Regions from separate parts of the Mus musculus genome. Here regions 1 and 3 are each linked to region 2. A link is a contact called in public HiChIP or PLAC-seq and promoter capture Hi-C data. All regions are on one chromosome and are shown on one strand. Each heading gives the region's core, a stretch centred on a gene start, on an enhancer-like site or on the middle of the called end of the contact. The rest is flanking DNA. Distances are from core to core; before and after follow the strand shown.

Region 1 (2,700 bases), core at 4-2,503, 570 kb before region 2:
GAGGAAATTCATTAGTCAGCTATAATAGTTGAGCTATAAAGGAAAATAACGTTCTGCTGAATCCATTTGCATGGCAATGTGTGTGTGTGTGGCTGGCTGCTGGAAGCGACAGAATAAACCTCCACCCAATGCTACAAAATGCTGACAGTCTTCCTAAAATTCTGTCTATATTCTATCCAGTTACAGCGTTTACAATCTCCTCATAGTCATGGACCGTTTTAACTTGGCCATTAGAGCCTCCTGATTATTTTGCTTAAGAAAGTTGACAATTTTTCATTCTGCCCCAGAGCTGCTTTGAACAGAAGCCTGTGATAAGGGAAAAGCCACTGGACGAGCATTCATGCGTGAGCCCCTAGAACCCCTGCCAACTGCCAAATTAGCAAATGGCTCTTCTAAACATAAAAAGGTAGGAAATGGGAAACCACAGTTTGGAATAAATTCTGCATTGTACTTTCTTTGGTCTTTTAATAATTACACCGCTACTAGCCAGACTACCTGACCTCTGGTTATAATGTATTTCACCTCCACTGAGTCCCAGGAAAAAAAAAAGATAAAGTGGGATAGAAAATGATGGATCACACCCTCCGTGTGTTTGCCAGGAATAAAAAATTCAGACCATCCCAGAAACACCTGCCCTTGAGAAAGACACCCCCACCCCCTCCTCGCGCGCTCCCTCAAGGCAGATAAAGCAAGACTAGGAACAAGGAAATAGCTGGGCTCAAACCTTGCCGGCTGTATCACCCTGGACAGGGTGACCGATCCCTTCTGTAAGGGCTGAGTCAGATCCCAGAGGTGAAACTTGCAGAGCTACAGCAGCCCTGGAGCACCTAATGCTCTTGGCGCCCCTGAGTCACACAGGTGGCCGTCAACAACACTCCTTCTAAAGCGACAAGCTCAATTCTAGTTTGCACCTCCCCGACCCCATACCTTCAGTTTCCTAAGCCCCCGGGCTCGCACCCACCTCGGTGGTCTTGTCCTCCAGAGCAGTAGCCAGTTCCCTTAGTGGAACAAAGAAAGCAGAGGGGCTGGGAGAGGCTGGGTGCCTGATCGACGCGGCTGGAGTTTGTACCTTGGGGTGCCCGGAGCGCGCGGCGCCGAAGTCAGCCGGCTGGGGACCACCCGCGCGCTCCGCCCTTCTCCAGCGAGTCAGCGGTCGCCCAGCATCTGGCTCCGCACAGGGTCACCCGGGCTCGGACGCTGCGGGCGGCGAGGCCGTCCGGGTCACCTGCGGCCCGGGCCGAACCCCGCCGAGCGCCCTCGGACTGCTCCGCCCCTTCCCACACGCGCCCTGCCCGGCCCGTGACTCAGCCGGGCAACAGCGGCGCCCGGGCGCGTCCGGGCTGGAGGCGAAGAGACCCGGGTACCCGCCCCAGCACGTGTCTGTTCGTCCCTGTCGCTCTAGGTTTGTCCCCAACGGTCCCTCCTGGGGCCCGAGATGGGGACTGGCACCACCCTTGGAGGGTTGGGGGGGGGGGGGTTGGCGTCCCCGCCCTTCCCGCAGCCAGTACGCTTAGCCCGGGGGGTCGCACTTCCTCAAGCCCCGCCCCACCCCCCGCCCTCGGCAAGGTGAAACTTTCTAGGTGGAGAAGTTTCCCTCTCCCCAGCTATGCGCTTTCTCTTCCTCCTCCAGTTCTGGAGTCTGAAGCCAGCGCAGAGGGAGATCAGTGGCCCCGAGTCTCCCCCTCCTGGTGCTCCAAAGTCACCCGCGCAAAGCGCACGCACCCCCTGGCGCACCCCGGAGCTGCAGCCTCTCTCACGCCCGAGGTGGCGGCCCCGCACTCACCCGCGTGGACAGAGATCTAGGCGCCACGGAAACAAGGCGCTCATTGTCACAGACAATGTTGGGAGTGCATGGACGGATTGTCCCAATGATTTCATTTTGCAATCATTATCCCCCTAGTATAATTTCTCAGATTTCTGGAAGAACCCCAGGAGTTTAACCCAGGGGAGGCTTCTGGTTAATTTTCACTTTTTTTTCCTCATAGCTGGACACAGGGTAATTAAATAGACAAATGGACACAAGGCGGTTACATAGACAAATAGCAACTAACAAATCCAACACATAAGTTCAAATCTCGAATATTAAAAGAAATTGAAAAGGATTTACTTAGGAAGATTCGTTTATTAGAATCGTTTCTAAAATTTTGCATTTCCCTACAAGGATACAATAAGGTGAAAGGATCTAAGGAATCCATTGCCTTTTAGAATAGGAGTTCTTTCCAATTGTCAGAAGAGCTGATTCGATAATGGACATAGAGGTATGTATAGAAGTAACTTTGAGAGTCATTCAAGCCACAGCCACTATACAGGTGCAGGGGACACGTCTTACACACAGAGCAAAGACAAGGAAGGTCTCATACATTTCTTATAACTGCGCTATGTATGTGTTCAGTACATTACCAGACACTAGACAGAGCTATTTCAGTCCCAAGAGCAGTTTACCTCACCACTCCTCAGTTTGATGGAAAAGGAAAGTTCCTATTACAGTTTTGGAGGCCTGCACGGAATCATTTTGCAGATGAATAAAACAGCCCGTACGAATTCCTAGGAAGCTCACACAGCTGGTATTAAGAAAGCCAGGGTTAGAACCCAGTTCTCAAATCTCCTTCAAGGGTCTATACTATGTCCAGGGGTTCCAGCCAAGCAAACTTGATTCAAGCGGGTCCTTCCAAATATCACGCTATTCATGAAGGTTGTGGC
Region 2 (2,700 bases), core at 150-2,649:
CCAGAAGGTAAGAGGATCCTGTATGTATTTCAATTTTAGTAATCAGAGAAAAGAGAAGGAAACAGAAGAGGACACCTGAATATCTAATTATATAGAAGAATGTCTTACTGTGGTACCCTGAAAACGCATGAAAATGAAGGCAGTGAGACTGATTATTAGTGTGCATTGATACAAATGGAAGAAGATATTAAAGGCTTATTAAGCACATGCTGTTGATATGGAAAATATGTTGGGACTGATAAATTACTGCCAGTAGTAATATTGATAAGCCTAGTTGAGGTGTTCTGTTCAGTAGTTTTTAAGAGCTTGACTAGAATGGATTTAGGAGAGGACATAAGATGTGAAATCACAGGCAGGGGACACAGACTTCTCTGGAGCCTCTGAATGGAGACAAACAGCTCGAGGTGCTGTGGTCATGCATTTGTGGACCTCGTAAGTACGCCATTACTGCAGCAGAACTGGGAAGCCATGAATGGGTTGCACCCCCAAAAGTTCAAAATGCTTCTTATTATATGCCTTACAGGAAAAGTGTATCAAATTCTGGTATAGAAAACATTTATGTTTTGTTTTGAAAATTAGATTAGTGTACTTACTCCTAAAATGGGTTCTTAATAGAGTCATTTGTGATTCTGGCTGAAAGCTCCTGACATCAATAATGTCTGATTGAGTAGAAAGAAAGAAAGAGAGATATTTGAAAGGCAGCTTTGAGGGTTTGAGGGTCAAGAGGAAAGCTATTTGTATATATATATATATATATATATATATAAAATAGTAGAATATACACTATATGTAGTATATACTATACATGCAATAATATAGCATTAATATATAGTATATAGAAATATATAATATATATGTACTCATATATATTATATATGTACACACACAAGCACACACACATATACATCCAAAGTTCAATTTTATGTTTCTGTCTAATCTTCTTGGGAAGATCAATTATTCTTGGTTATGAAGTCTTTGAGAACAAATTGGGAAGTAAGAAAACTCGCATTATATAAAATTCAGGAAATAGTCTTAAAACAAAAACTCAAACAATAACAATTCTAAGTCAAAGTGTAATTCCTAACTGAAAGTGGGCAAGGACAGTGTTCTGAAGAAACTTACTTGTAAGGCAGAATGTGTTGCAATAACTGTGGGGTCTTAGTCCACTGAGCTAATAACCACATACTGCCATTGTAAATTCTGGGGAAAAATGTTTATTATGGGGCAATAACGGCATCAATGAGAGGATTTTTACTGTAGTCACACCACTGGAGTAGTTTTTCTGGAATGCTGTTTCTCAAATTAGTAGCACATTTCTGATAAAGAAAGGAAGTCGCCTTAACTTAAAACTGCTGTGTCATTTCTTCTTCCTTAACTGAAATTCCAACCAGAGTCCAGGAAATGCCCTAATGGGTGACTTCTCTTTTCTCCTTCCTCAACTAAGCGGATTCCAAGCTGTTCAAACCATTTATTCTTCTTGAGCAGACCCTTGACTTTTGTGCTTAGGTTATGAGACGAGGGGCTGTAATTTGGAGCTGTTTGTAGCCGCGATGACACACCTAGAATCCAATCAGTGCTGGTAGGTAACCAAACTGGAAGGTTAAGGTTAATTTTCTGTGCTTTAAACAAATATGATGACAAGTTCAATCAATACCTGTTTTGCCTTGATAATATGCATAGCTCTCTTGTAATTATGGTTTCATCTTGCATGGTAGTCAGGTATCAGGACCTTAGAGCAGCCAAGCTACGATTCGCTATAATGTGGATGAGATATAACGGGAATGCTATCAATTTCTATTTTAATCAAGATGTAGAAATCACTGTTTTAGTTTATGATAACCTAGGGAATTTCTTCTAGTTTAATATTTTCAGATATTTACTAAATTGGAATATAATTTAACATTTTATTGCATCGTATGGTATTTTATGAGTAAATGTTAATTTCAATTTACATTCAAACATTGTCTGTTTTATTGTTTTTTTTTAAAGTTAAGAATATATAAGAATATTTGTTCTTCACAGATAATAACACCAGATAGGATTTTAGCATGTGTTCTTTTCCCAAGGTTAGGTTATGGTATTCCTTTTGTACATATGTAGATCTAATTATTTTGCTTAGGAGATTTCAAGTATACTAAACCAGTAACTTTTAAAGTAATAATTTTAAATTGAAACAAAGCCCTAAAAATTAGGGCCAGGATTATTTCTCTGTATGTGCACAAATATAAATAAAGAGGTGTTATATGCACATAGATTTGTTTCTGTGGTTATTCTAGATTATCAATACTATCCCACATTATTAGGAATAGACATTTTGAGAACAATAATGAACCTGAGGTAATATTTAATTTTGCTTGAGTTGTTCATTGGTAATTTATTTGCTAGAAGCCTCATTTAGTGATAAAGAGTTTTCAGTGTACTTGACAATTTTTCCCTGCTCAAAGGCTTTGTCAACAAAGAAAGCTAAAACAGAATGAGAGTTCAGCAAGATCCTGCGAGAAGGGTGCTTCCCTCGGGTCTTACATGGAGCTGATTGTGGCTAGACACTTTCAAGTAGCTGTTGAATTAAATCTTTTCCGTATTTGGTGGAAGCAACCTTAAATAGGTCAAACTTGAGGTTTACACTTGAGTATTTAAAGAAACCTTTAAAGCTATGGACTCAGTGGACTACATATCTACACTTTGTTTGTTTCGTGGATT
Region 3 (2,700 bases), core at 59-2,558, 710 kb before region 2:
CAAATAAGGTCTGGTTTACTGCTTTCACCTTCGCCAGCAGAAAACATGCATGGCACTCTGGACAGACACACCTCATCCTGGGCTTTGTTTCGTCTTCACTTGTGAGCCTGGCTTTCTTCCCGTTTGTCTGAGAGTCTACTCTGCTCCTAAATAATGTGTTTTGTAGCTTGGACTCTCTGACTTATACCTTTTCTCAAAATCTAAACCACTGTTTATGAAAAATAGCAGATGTAAACTCGTCCTCTAATAGACTTGCCCCATCCCTCTAATAATGAAGAACTTTTTAGAGTGGGGACGTTGCTCAGTCAGTAATGCATTCACTACACAAGCAAGATGACCTTAATTAGATCCCTAGAAACCATATAAAAAAATCTACACGTGGTGTCACTCACTTGTAATCCCAGCTCTGGAAAGGGAAAGAGAAGTGAATCCCTGTCAATCATGGGTCAGCCACCCTGCCTTATTCAGGGAATTCCAGGCCACTTTTACAAACAAAAATGGTTGGTCCTTTGATCTTAATACTCAAGAGACAGAGGCAGGTGGAGTCTCTGTGAGTCTAAGACTAGATAGGACTATGAAGGCAGTTGCAAGCCAGTCATGGTCACACAGTAAGATACTGTCTCAAACAAAACAAACAAGACAAGACAAAACAAAGCACTAAAGCACTTGAGGAACTATATCTGAGGATGGTCTCCAGTGTCTGAAGCCATGTACATACAGACACACTACACCCACCTCTACACACATGGCAGTACTGACTAAAAGACCTCCTCATCCCAAGATCCTAGGTGCACTGTGGACAAAAGCTCTCAACCTAGTTCCTGATGTGGATGGCTTCAGCAGAAGAAAGCTCCTGTGGCCACTGTCAAGTCAGGTGCCTTGTGTCTAATGACTGATCAATGTAGGCATAAAAAAAGATTCATCCCAACGCACAGCCAGGAAAGCTCAACAGGGACAACCCCACCTCAGAACGCCCTGTCTTGCTGGCTGATTGCTTCACTTGATGGTACTGAAGCTCCTCTCCTCAACACTGCTTCCTCAAATTTCTTCTCAGAGTGGCTGTTTCTAAACCCTCTTAAGTAAATCTCTCATCCAGTGACCGCCATCGCACAGTTGGCCTCGGGGTGATCCCAAACTCTGACATATATAGAGTCTGCTTTTAAAAGAATAATAAACTTGTCTTTCCCATCTGGTTAATGACAGAGTATATTTTCCTGAATATTTCCTAAGATCTATTTTTGCTAGCAGAAACCAATGGGCTTCGCTACGGCTCTTACCGAGCTTTGTGACTGTACATTGTATGTTTTCACTTCCCGTTTGGTTTCCCCTCTCTCCCACACACTTCTTTCTGGTCCCCCAGCCTCACCCCAAATAGCTCCTCTTCCCGATTTCGTGACATTTATTTGATTATCTCTTCTTGGTCCCCTCTCTCCCTCATCTTTAATCTTACTCCTCCTCTCTTTCTTTCCTTCATGTCCTACACACACACAAACACAGATCTAGATTCAATACATGCCATTTGTCTTTCTGAATGTGACTTACTTTGTTTGGTTTTTTGAAATGTAATGATTTCGAGTTCCATACAATTTTTTTTTTTTTTTTTGCAGATGTCATACTTCCATTCTTTTCTTTTCTCTTTCTTTCTTTGCTTTTTCTTTTCTTTTATTATTTTGGGGGAGGCTTTCAAGACAGGGTTTCTCTGTGTAGTCCTGACTGTCCTGTTTTACTTGTAGACCAGGCTAGCCCTGAACTCAGGCATTCACCACCACTACCACCACCACCACCACCTGGCTTGTATCACATTTTCTTCAACAATTCATCTATGAATGGACAATATATCAGTTGGTTTCAGATCTTGGTTATTATGATTAGTAATTCAATAGGTGTGGGTAGGCAAATATTTCTGTGATAGGCTTACTTTGAATATTTATCAAGAATTGGTCATCTGACATTTTTATTTGTGGTTGTTTTAGGAACCACTATACTCACTTCCATTGAGTGTATAATAGTTTATATTCCCATTAGCAGTGTGTAAGAGTTCATCTTGCCCTACATCCTTGCCAGCATTGATGGTTCATTTTGATGACAGTCATTCTGATTAGGGTATAATGGAATGTTGGTGCAGCCTTAATTTTTATTTTCCTGATAATTAAGGAGATTGAATCCTCCTTCAAATGCCATGGACCATTTGTACTCCGTCTTTTGAGAACTATCTATTTAATTCATTAGCTCACTTACTAACGGTATGATTTTATTTTATTGGTGTTTAATTTTTGAAGTCTGCTATACTCTCTAGACATTAGGTAAAGATCTTCCTTTCTTTAGCAAGCCTTTCACACTGCTGATTATCTCTTGGATGTAATAAAGCATATGTTTGTTATAGGCATGTGTGTATTGTGTGTGGGTATATGTGTGCTTTAGTTAGGGTTTCTACAGCTGTGATAAAATACCATGGCCAAAAGCAACTTGAGGAAGAAAGAGTTTACTTTATTTGACATGTTCAGATAACAACCATTTAGAGGGAAGTCAGGGTAGGATTTCAAGTCAAGACTCAGAGGCAGAAACTGAAGCAGAAGCCACGGAGACATTGCTCACTGGCTTGCTACTTTTAGCTTGCTTAGTCTGCTTTCTTAGCCAACCCAGGTCCCCCTGCCCAGGGATGGTACTGCTTACGGTGAGTTGGGCCAGCTCACATTATTC

The links. Promoter capture Hi-C pulls out the DNA fragments that hold promoters and counts their contacts. HiChIP or PLAC-seq counts read pairs in DNA pulled down with a chosen protein or histone mark.
Region 1: a contact with region 2 is called in a promoter capture Hi-C map of hippocampal neurons, with 2.2 times the contacts expected there. The contact joins the promoter of Met here to the promoter of Tfec in region 2. A contact is called at or near these places in 1 of 39 promoter capture datasets (hippocampal neurons) and 2 of 115 datasets of contacts at active chromatin or transcription factors (bone marrow-derived macrophages and pancreatic cancer cells).
Region 3: an H3K27ac HiChIP or PLAC-seq map of microglia shows a contact between it and region 2, with 4 times the contacts expected there. The contact joins the enhancer-like site here to the promoter of Tfec in region 2. A contact is called at or near these places in 4 of 39 promoter capture datasets (the HPC-7 cell line, liver and pre-B cells), 1 of 484 Hi-C or Micro-C datasets (bone marrow-derived macrophages) and 3 of 115 datasets of contacts at active chromatin or transcription factors (bone marrow-derived dendritic cells, bone marrow-derived macrophages and microglia).

Annotation. Positions count from the first base shown.
Region 1 is chr6:17,462,510-17,465,209 of GRCm38.p6, reverse strand. Met (met proto-oncogene) reads right to left here and starts at 1,253. Exons shown (of 22, transcript NM_008591.2): 1 at 962-1,253.
Region 2 is chr6:16,897,140-16,899,839 of GRCm38.p6, reverse strand. It overlaps Tfec (transcription factor EC), which reads left to right and starts at 1,399. Exons shown (of 7, transcript NM_031198.3): 1 at 1,399-1,579.
Region 3 is chr6:17,610,154-17,612,853 of GRCm38.p6, reverse strand. No RefSeq gene overlaps it. Among named protein-coding and RNA genes, the nearest start is that of Capza2, 26 kb to the left of the region's middle. Within about 2 kb of position 1,308, at least 75 of the 459 cell types and tissues checked have an H3K27ac peak or open chromatin away from gene starts, as enhancers often do. A contact at or near this core is called in bone marrow-derived dendritic cells, bone marrow-derived macrophages and microglia, where this site is marked.